Regions from separate parts of the Mus musculus genome. Here region 1 is linked to region 2. A link is a contact called in public Hi-C data. All regions are on one chromosome and are shown on one strand. Each heading gives the region's core, a stretch centred on a gene start, on an enhancer-like site or on the middle of the called end of the contact. The rest is flanking DNA. Distances are from core to core; before and after follow the strand shown. Region 1 overlaps Peak1 (pseudopodium-enriched atypical kinase 1). Region 2 holds the start of Tspan3 (tetraspanin 3).

The links. A called contact is a pair of places that touch in the nucleus more often than the background predicts.
Region 1: a contact with region 2 is called in a Hi-C map of CD4 T cells, with 2.3 times the contacts expected there. The contact joins the enhancer-like site here to the promoter of Tspan3 in region 2. A contact is called at or near these places in 1 of 39 promoter capture datasets (hippocampal neurons), 1 of 484 Hi-C or Micro-C datasets (CD4 T cells), 1 of 115 datasets of contacts at active chromatin or transcription factors (embryonic stem cells) and 1 of 9 other capture datasets (macrophages).

The regions. Positions count from the first base shown.
Region 1 is chr9:56,323,083-56,328,460 of GRCm38.p6, forward strand. All of the region lies in intron 2 of Peak1 (pseudopodium-enriched atypical kinase 1), which reads right to left. It overlaps Peak1os (a long non-coding RNA gene), which reads left to right. Exons shown (of 6, transcript XR_003948326.1): 6 at 1,546-2,060. Among named protein-coding and RNA genes, the nearest start is that of Peak1os, 84 kb to the left of the region's middle. Within about 2 kb of position 2,834, at least 60 of the 459 cell types and tissues checked have an H3K27ac peak or open chromatin away from gene starts, as enhancers often do.
Region 2 is chr9:56,159,310-56,163,993 of GRCm38.p6, forward strand. It overlaps Tspan3 (tetraspanin 3), which reads right to left and starts at 1,761. Exons shown (of 7, transcript NM_019793.3): 1 at 1,491-1,761. The coding sequence starts at 1,553.

The sequences.
Region 1 (5,378 bases), core at 1,584-4,083, 160 kb after region 2:
TGCTCTAACAGAGGCATGGTTTTGCAACATTAATATTGCAAATAATTGCAGATAGCTTCTGCAATATGTGGCATTTGGAATTCTGGGGATTTTTCATAAGGTATATAAAGGCCAGGGCCCCAGAGAAGCAGGGCTGGTCAAAGTTGGTCATTTGGGAGGGTTGGTTGCTGTTTGGTAGTAGTCATGGTCGAAGAAGAAACAAAAAGAAAGAAATTAGATTTAAGAATCTCTTTCTCTCCAACCTAGTGTTAGGAATTGAAAGGGTGGAGAATAGTGGAAGAAAGAAGACCCCACAAAGTGGCAAAAGACAGCTATTGAGAGGGACAAGAGACAGGGAGAAAGAGGGACAGACAGACACTGAGTGACTCACTATGCTGCTCAGGTTGATATCAAACTCCACAGCTCAGCCTGAGTAACTGAGAATACAGACACATGCCATCGTGTCCAGCTCCTAACATAACCTCTGTACTACAGTCTCTCTCAAAAGTCCTATAGGCCCAAACATGTTTGCTTTATTATTAAACTTAATAATAGGGGATAGTTTTAAGTAAAAATATCACAACTGAAGTACAACGCATCAATCTCCTGGGAATCCAACATCTCACTGGAAAATATAGTTAGACAGAGCAGGCATAGTCAAAGCCATGAGCTAGGAGCCAAGCCAAACTTGTCACCTGCTTATTTATAGTCTACAAGCTAAAAATAGTTTTTATATTTTAAAACAATTGAAAAAATCAAAAGGAGAGTATTTTGAGCATAAAAATTATATGAGATTTAAAGTTCATTATCTAAAAATAAGGTTTCCAGTTCTTTTGTTTATGTATCATCTCCGGTTGCTTTTGAACTATATAAGGGCATGGGTAAGTAGCGACCAGAGCATAGTAAGCTGACTGCCTGCAAAGTCTCCCTTTATAATTAATGTTTTCCAACTCCTGACACAATCTAAGTTCAGTTCAGTATCACTATCCTCCAATGTAAGAGGAAATACGGTTTAAAATGCTAACGGCCTTAATGGGCGTTTCTCGGTAGGCTTTTTTTGTTTGTTTTATTTCTTTTTGTTCTTTGGATAGAGTGAGAGTAAGAGACAGAGATGACGAGAAGATAGGTTTGGGTGGGTAGGGAGCTGGGCAGAGTATGGGAGGAGGGAGAAACATGATCAAAATATATTATGTGAAAAAAAATTAAATAAACTCTAGGTCAAATAGTTTATTTTAGGTCATTACCCACTGCTACTTTATTCCTTTATACTTGTAAGGAAACGTTAAATAGTATTTTTATATTTACAGTTATTATCCAATAATATGAAGTCAGTTTTATACTAAAAAAAAAAAAAAACCCTTTTTTGTTGAGTTATAAAATTTGTTAGGTATGACACATCATTGTCTTCTGACCAGTTCTGATTTAAAGTTGTAATGGGCTTTTTGAGTTGAAATGTAAATAACATTTCCACAGTAGAAACAAGATTATTCATAACAATAGTGATTAAAAATAGCTTTGGAATCTGAGAGTTTTGGAATTTTGCAAAGGTGTTATAACTCGTTCTAGAATGATTCCACATCTGCTTTTGACCACGAGGGAGTAAACACGTCTGGAATGATCCTCCCACTGCAAACAAGAACCACATGGTAAAGAAAACAGGAAAAGACCATTTCAGACTCAGGCGTGGGGACCAGGACTACAGAGAAGGAAGAAAGAGCTTCCCTCTCCGGCAAAAAGCGGTTTCCACTGCAACGCAGTAAGAACCAAACAGAGCCTTGCAATCCTGTCAACTTGAGCAGAACACTGGAGGAGACCGGTGTGGCTGAAGATCACACAGCAGAGCTGCTGAGAGGGCGAACGGGTTTCCTAGAATCGGGACCGGGTTCCTGAGTGTCAGCTATACGAACACTTGTATGCAACGGTAGCATTTCCCGAAAGGATGAAAGTCCGAGGAAATAAAGTTAACAAGGAATAAAAACATAAATGATTCTCAAAGCTGACACTGAGCAGAAAATTAACAAATTCTCTCTAGCATGAAGGGAAAAACCTTACTGAATATACAAACCAACCAGGAGGACCACAGATGGGCCACATCACAGACACATCACAGCCTTGGGGGAGGGGGGGGGGGACTACTCTGAACTTGTATGGAAGTCATCTGAGCTTAGGCTAGAAGGCAACAAATTAGTATGCAATTAGCAAGTTGTCTTTTAGGGAAAGTCCAATGTTCTTTAAAGAAACAAAATTTAATAGGAATAGAAAATTCACAGCTATCTGTCATTTAATGAAACTACTGGATATTTTAAGAGGCAGTAAAACTGTAATTCATAACCAGGAAAATATCCATCTAGAGACACTAAGAAATGAGACAATTAGCAGGCAACAAACATATAAAGTGATTCTTTAATTCTATTCTTCGAATGGTCCAGGATATGAATGAAAACAGGAACACGGTGAGTGTAAGTGAATTTGAGGATTTTCAAAACAAAATGGACAAATAAAAATTTAAGATTTAAGAGGAAATTGCGTGGAATAGACAAAGAATAGTTTATATTCTGAAGAAAAGAGGCATTGGTGAACTTACAGACAGAGCAACAAAATTTACCTAAAGGGAAGTGCAGAGAGCAAGAGGGGAGGAAAAAAAATTTAAGGGTAGGCTAGAGAGATGGCTTAGGGAGTGAAGGCACTTGCCACCAAGCTTGAAGATTTGATGGCCAGGACTCACATGATAGAGGACTCCACAAAGTTACTTCACAAACTTGCTTTTCGATCTTAACAAGTGTATCATACTTGTTACGTGTACACACACACACCAAAAATCAAAAGAAAAACCAAAAACTGACATAGTGGAAAAAAACCACTCTTGTAAAAACCACATCTTATGAGGCACGATGTGATGCCGTTCTAAGAAAAGAGATGTATTACATTCATAGAGCAAGAACTAAAACAACAAAAGCCAAGGACATAGACTCGAAAATAAACTGATGGTGGCCCAAATGAACCAAGAAAAGAAACTAAACAGAATCTAACAGCATGATTACTTTGAAGGGATGAGTAACAGAGAACAAACTAGTGAGGGGACAGATTCAATACAAAACCTATTAATATATTAAACATAAATTATCTTCCATATCGAGCTAGGACTAAATCCACAGCCTTGTACATGCTAAGCAAGTGCTCTACTACCACAGCTGTACATGTCTTGCTCTAAATCTTCAATGTATAGGGCCCACTTTATAACTGGGTCATGGTGACCCATGTAAGAGGAATGGGACATAGAATTTTGAGTTTGGGCTTGCCTGGGCTACATAGCAAGATCATGTCTCAAAACAAAACAACAACAAAATCTCCAAGTAAATAATTAAGACATAAAATGTTTAAGATCCAAACATATATTATTCCCCTTGACCCCCCTCAACACACACACAAAAATAAGGCAACAGGTTTAAATTAGAAAGACAAAAACCCTTTAATGTTAATATGGAACAGCCCCATTTATATAAAGTACAGTAGAAGACTTATTGTCAGAGATTGAAGGGCATTTTAGAGTCTACAAGAGAATTTATTCAAAAAGTGGGGAAATCCTAAGTGTGCACGCCAGAGGTACAAAATGAGTGAAGCAAAAGCTGTCAGAAACCATGGGCAGATGCCAGCACTGCAGAAGACACCAGATTCCCATGAACTAAAAGAACAAGTGTTCCAAACACACAGGAGGGAGATCTGAGAAAGCTGAGCATCACTGAACACTGAGCATCGCTCAACACAGAGCATCACTCAACACTGGTCCACAGCAGCGCAGCGCCTTTAGGATGACCAAGGCGTTTCTCAGAACACACCGCTGCCTCAACAAGAATAAGGCTGTATAAACCGAAGGAACGGAAACCACATGAAATCAAGTCAGAAAACAGCAAGAGAGAGATTCTACAAAGCCCCAAACATTCAGAAATCAAACAATATACTTCTAAAATAATCTATACAGTAAATGAGAAAATCATAGGAAAATATAAAATAATTTGAGTCAAATAAAAGTGGAAATCTAAATACAAAATCTGCGAGATACTTCTCCTAAGATGTTCTGAGCACATTTATAGTTTCTTCTACTTTTATTAAGGAGGTAAAAGACTAAAAGCAATTGCCTAAGATTCTATGGGGTGGGGGAAAGCAAATTAAATCAAAATAAGTGGATAATAACAAAAACTAAACAAATAAATAAAATAGCCAGCCGAAAACCAGAGAAAAATCCATGAAACTGAAGACTGTTTTGTTTTGTTTTGGTTTTTTTTGAGCAAGTATTAATAACACTAAGAAATCTGTGGCTAGACTGAACAAAAGAAATCAGTACTGAAGCAAAGGATGAAAGAGAATTCATTAACAATAATGAGGCTAACACTTCAGAAACACCAAAGAGAAGCCATAAGGGAACTTCAAGTGAAATGGTGAAAGTCTTCAATTTAACAAAGAAAAGTGTTCCATGCTGAGTTACTAAGATCTGCAATAGGGACAGAAGATGGTTTATTTACAGTATGACAAGTGCCTTTGCTTTCAGCTTCGCACTGGAGGTCCCGCCCAGTGTCCCCTACAGACAAGGGCAAGGGGCACTGCTACATAAAAAGATAATATGATAGCAAAGGAATGCAATGTTGGCTACAGGAATCTAGGTGTGATGCAATGCCACAGAACTATATACTCATTTGCACCAATATTGGTTTCTTGCCTTTAATACTGTATTAGTCAAATAAGGTGTAACTAATAAAGGGAATAGTGCTAACAGGCCTCTGTGCATTATGTCTGTAACTTCCTAATTTGTGAATTCTTTTATAAGGCTTACTTACATTATCTAAAAGTAAAAATCATTTTATACCCCCACCCCTACCCCAACACTTTGGTTTTTCAAGACAGGGTGTCTCTGAGTAGCCCTGGCTGGCCTTGAACTCGGAGACCCACTGGCCTCTGCCTCCTCAGTGCTGGGACTAAGGGTGTGACCTCCACAGCCCAGCAAGAATCTTTTGCTAAAAAAGAAAGTCAAAGTATCTTTACCTATAATAGGTTAAAAACAAGTCAAACTGAACTGACCACATTGCTTGCATCTAACTATGGAACTATGGAAACAGAAAAAACAAAAACAAAATAATGGGAGAGAACAGAGGGATGACTAAACAGGACACTGAAGATCTCAGGTCATGAAAGTCCTCTATATGACATTATGATAAAGTACACATTATAATGTGTCATTATATATTTGTCCAAGCTAATGGAATCTATGACAAGAATGAATCCTAATAAAACAAGGGATGTGGACTCCCTGATCTTTTTAATAGTCTTTCATTGTTCTTGTAAATCTGCAGAACAGCCACATTTCAGAATATCAAATCTTGAATCAAAATGTTCTGGCAATATAT
Region 2 (4,684 bases), core at 511-3,010:
ATAAATAAAGTATCTGTCTCTTAAGGGTCTCATTAGCTACTAAATGTTTTTCACTTGGGATCTCTGAAATTGTACTTTTCCTTTTAAACAGGCATGTAATTTAAAGTATGAGGAACATCTGTTCTAAATGGGAAATGAAATTTCAGGAATCCCAATGTCACACAGGTGATTTCAAACAGCTCTGTCTGAGGCCAATCACAAGTCTCCTGCACAAATAATCACAAGTGCCTCGTTATCCAGATCATCCTTTTAAGCTACCAGCAATTGGGACATGAAAGGTTTCATTCTTTGTTAGAGGCCAGAGGAATGGGAAGTCTTTCCAGAATAGATGTGCATACTTTCCGAGACAGGAGCTGAGTGGGAAGTGGTGGGGGTGGGTGATGATATACTAAAGTATGCTCAGTGGGACTGTTCAAAGACTATCCTGAGTACTGTGGACAGGGAAAACTGCCCATGGCAAATGTTTATAACAAACCTGGGAAAAAGGAAACTTGATCCCAGCCTGAGAACCTGAGGGTCAGTTGGGTCCCAAATCACCAGTAGTGTGCCCATAATTAATAATTTATCAGAAAACACCCAACAGTAGTGTGTGGGTCATACTGCAGTACACTACCAGACTTTAAGTAAGAGTACCAAAGTAAAAAGGTTGAACTGTTCTAATATTAAGCTGTTCTTTTTTTTTTTTTTAAGAAACAAAAAAAGATGTGATAGACGACATTTTTGATAGTTTTTTTTCCTGGTGCAAAGTCCAGAAGGATTCAAGACGGAGGAGAGGGCCAAAGAACAACAGGTTAGTAAAAAGTCCCAGGTGAGATAATGACCTGACTCAAGACAGGTCGGTTATAAGCACTTTCTCTGGGGCCAGGTTTCCCGAGCCCCTCCAAAGAGCAACCTTTTATAGAAGTGAATTGGTTGCTTTAAAAATCTCCTGGCAGCTGATACATTTAAAAGGGTTTATAACCTCAGGCTACCCATCCCCACAACAGCGATTTTCTTGATCAAAGAAATGCTCTGCTGTTTCACGCTGAATCCTTTCCGTTTTCTGGGCTGCTTACCAGCCAACCAACTCTATACAAAGAGCTCTAAGCCGAAATTCCTGGCCCGGGACTCGACAGGCGTCCCCACGTAGCTGCTACATGACCTGGGGACAGCCGCTGGCTCTGCGAGGACTCAGACAAAGACAGCGGACCCGACTCACAGGGGAGTATCCCATTTCGGGCCTGGCGTCCCGACAGACTCAGCCCTGAGAACAGAGCGACCCGCAGGCTCACGCCGCGGCGACCCGCGTAACCCTGGCACCGTGCCAGCGGACCGGAGGCCCCCCGGGACCTCCGGTCGGCACCGTCCTGGCCTCTGCTGGGCCCTGGAAGGACCTCACCAAGAGCTCCGAGGCCGCAGGGCCCGGGCGACCCCTCGGCCGGCTCCCGCGCCCGCCTGGTCCCCACGCGCCGCACAGAGGCCTCCCCTGTCCGGTCTCCCCGCCAGCTCACCCAGAAGATGAGGTTGAGGAAGACCAGCACGGTCTTAGAGGAGGTGATGCCGCATTGGCCCATGGTGCCGGCGGCCGGCGGAGGCCCGGCTGGGCGAGCGGAGCGGCGCTCACCGAGCGAGAAGGCAATGGCGCCGGCGGCTCTGCTGAGAACTGCTGGGCCCGAGCCGCGTTCCCGCAGACCCCCGCGCCGCCCCAGCAAGCACCTCGCAGCTGCGTGCAGCCCGCCGCAGGCCCCCTAGGCCGTTCCCAGGCAACTAAGTCCCGCGTCTGCGGCCGCTTCTGCCAATCAGCGCCGCGGAGAACGAGGTGGCCTCGCCTCTTAAAGGAGCCGACGCCTCCGCGCCTTTTCTTCTGGCCTCTGACCGTCCTTGAGTGTAGAATCCTCTTCTGGGGAATTTCTAGTGGGACAAACACGTTCCCCGTCTTATTGAGTTACTTTTACAAGACCAAATGACTGGAAGACCACAGAATTCTGTTCTGTTAACTACTCTTCCCTAGAAAGACCCACCTCACATGAGGATTTTCGTGACTGCATGATACCTAAGCAGCACCCCATATAAGTTGGGAAGAAATACGGTGGACATCAACACACGATTATGAAGAATTTAGTATGCCAGAAGCTCTGCTAGCTCTGATAAAAAAAAATCATCAGGAAAGGAGAAAACACTGGCGCACTAGCAAAGCAGAGATGGTTGGGCAAGGCAGCCACCCTTTCAGCTCTATTCTTTGGACTGAGATTTGCAATTACAGATACATCTTCATACATGTTGACATGTGCGCTCTTTCCTGTAATCTTAAATGAATGGTAGCAATTAGCACCTTAAAAATAAAAACGGAGTGTGTGTCTGTGTGTGTGTGTCTGTGTGAGCATGTGCGTGTGCACCCACAAACATCCCACAGCACAGAAGTAAAGGTCAGAAGACAACTTTGGGAGTCAGTTCTTTACTTCCACCCTGTGGGTCCCAGGTCATCAGCTTTGGTGGCAATGTGACCTCCGCTCTGCTGGCTGCATGCATATTAGCTTCTTTTAACTATTAGTTCATTCATGCCACTACCCCTCCCCCAGCTTCAGATGACTGTCAGACTAATTTTACTGGTAGGGTAATTAAGGGTTAGAAAGGATGCCAAACTTGCCTGCAGCCACACATAGAAGAGTGATCTAATGCAGAAGCCACCTCAGCCACACACAGTACTTCTGCCACTGTCCTGCACTCTCCCTTACTCGGGACCTCTTTACCTGTCCTCAAACATCTCTTTTTCCTGTAGCCTCCCTGGTTCATCATCTTCCCTGGGCATTCACAGAAATACCCAAGCACCTCAGCATCCTATTCATCTGTATCAAGCAATGTCCATGTTATCAAAGACCCACTCATGTTCCCAAGACCTCACTCTGCACCTATTCTAGGTGATGGCATTCCACCATGAGGAAGAAGACAATGCTTGCCCATGTGGGGTTTTCATTCCAGTAGAAGAGGGTAGATATACCATGAGCAAAGAGGCAAGCAGACATGAGACGCGATGGTTGGGTCAGACCTAGAACACTGTACTGAGTGACAGGTGCAGCTAAATCCATTCTCAGGGAGAGATATAAATAACATCCACCCCTCCTCCCCAGGTCCCAGTGACAAACCTGGGTACACCAATGCTCACTAATATAAGACTTACTTGAGAGCAAAAGGTGAGGAGTTATGAACAGGAGAATGGATGACCTTAAAGCAGCCATTCTGAAAGGTCTGTGCCCAACATGGATGATGTCCCCCAACCCCCACTGAATAGATGGCACCCCCTCCCCTAGTCCTTTCCAAGGCCACAATTAAGGTAGAATTGTATACAACGGGTTGGGAAGAGTGACTGGCAGCTCAGGTAAGGGTCCCAGAGCCCGCCTCACTCCTCTTTGAAAGAATGTCAACTGTGAACAAGCCCAGCTGTGATGATCTTTTGTAATGGGGCCCAGCTGACCTGATAAAGATAGGGGAGTTTGGCTCAGAACATAGTCCCGTACCCCAGGAGGGTACACTCTAAGGAGAGTCCTCTGGGGGAGGATCATATGAAGTGAGGAACAAACCAAGCGATCACTTGGAGAACAGCCCAGAGATAGACATGGCCAGTGCAAAGGCCCTGGGGCAGGATCACAGTTGCTGTGCTCTATGAAAAAAAAAAAGAAAAAACAACTCACCAGAGAGCCTAGTGTGCTGCTGGAGGTCAGCACAGAGAAATAAGTCAGCAAGGCCATGTCTCGAAGATGTCTGTGTGCTTTGTTTTGTTTTGTTTTGTTTGAGGAAGGGTTAGTCTATGTAGCCCTCGATGTCCTGCACTCTATGTAGACCTGCCCCAGACCTCACAGAGATATGCTTCCCTTTGCTGGGATTGTTTTAAAAAGATTGATTGATTGATTGATTGATTGATTGATTGATATGTGCTTTGGGTGCTTTGTCTAAGGGTGTCAGAATCCCCATGAACTGGAGTGACAGACAGTTGTGAGCTGCTATGCAGGTGCTGGGAATTGGACCCAGATCCTCTGGGAGAGCAGCCAGTGCTCTCAACCCTGAGCCCTCTCTCCAGCCCACTATGCTGGGATTAAAGGCATGATGTGGGGAGATTATACACACCTGGGTCCAATCTGCGTATAAAGAGAAGATGCTCCAATCTCTGAGCAGGCTAGTGATATTGTCTGATTGAAATTATGAAACTACCATTTTTGCTGCCCCATACGAGTTTTTAAAAACAGGAAAATCACAGGTCTCTGGTATACTTTGAAAGTCCATGTCCTCGATGCCCCAGCCGTCCAAACCCCAACTCCTCTCTGCTTCCCTCTTCCTATTTCTCCTCCTTGCCTCCCACACTGTGGTGTGTTCTCCCTGTCTTCACCCCACCTCTCTTATGTCTCCAGGGAGGGCCCATCTCTTCTCATTACCAGGGCTTCTCTTCCATTCTACCTGCTTCCCTGTGTCTTCTTCTTGCCCCCTGCCCCAGGGGAATCGCCTGGGCTGTGCAGAAACACCTCATTAGACTCTCCTAGGGTGGGTGTCAGGAAATCCCTCACAGCTCTAATACACTGCCGGGTTGCACAACACTGTTCTGAGCTGGTAAGCATAGCCGTATTGACCATTTTAGAAACAAAAATCTCACTTAACACTTGATTCTCCCACTCAGTCTCCCCCTCTGCCCTCCTTTCCTGAAGCCCATCCCCCC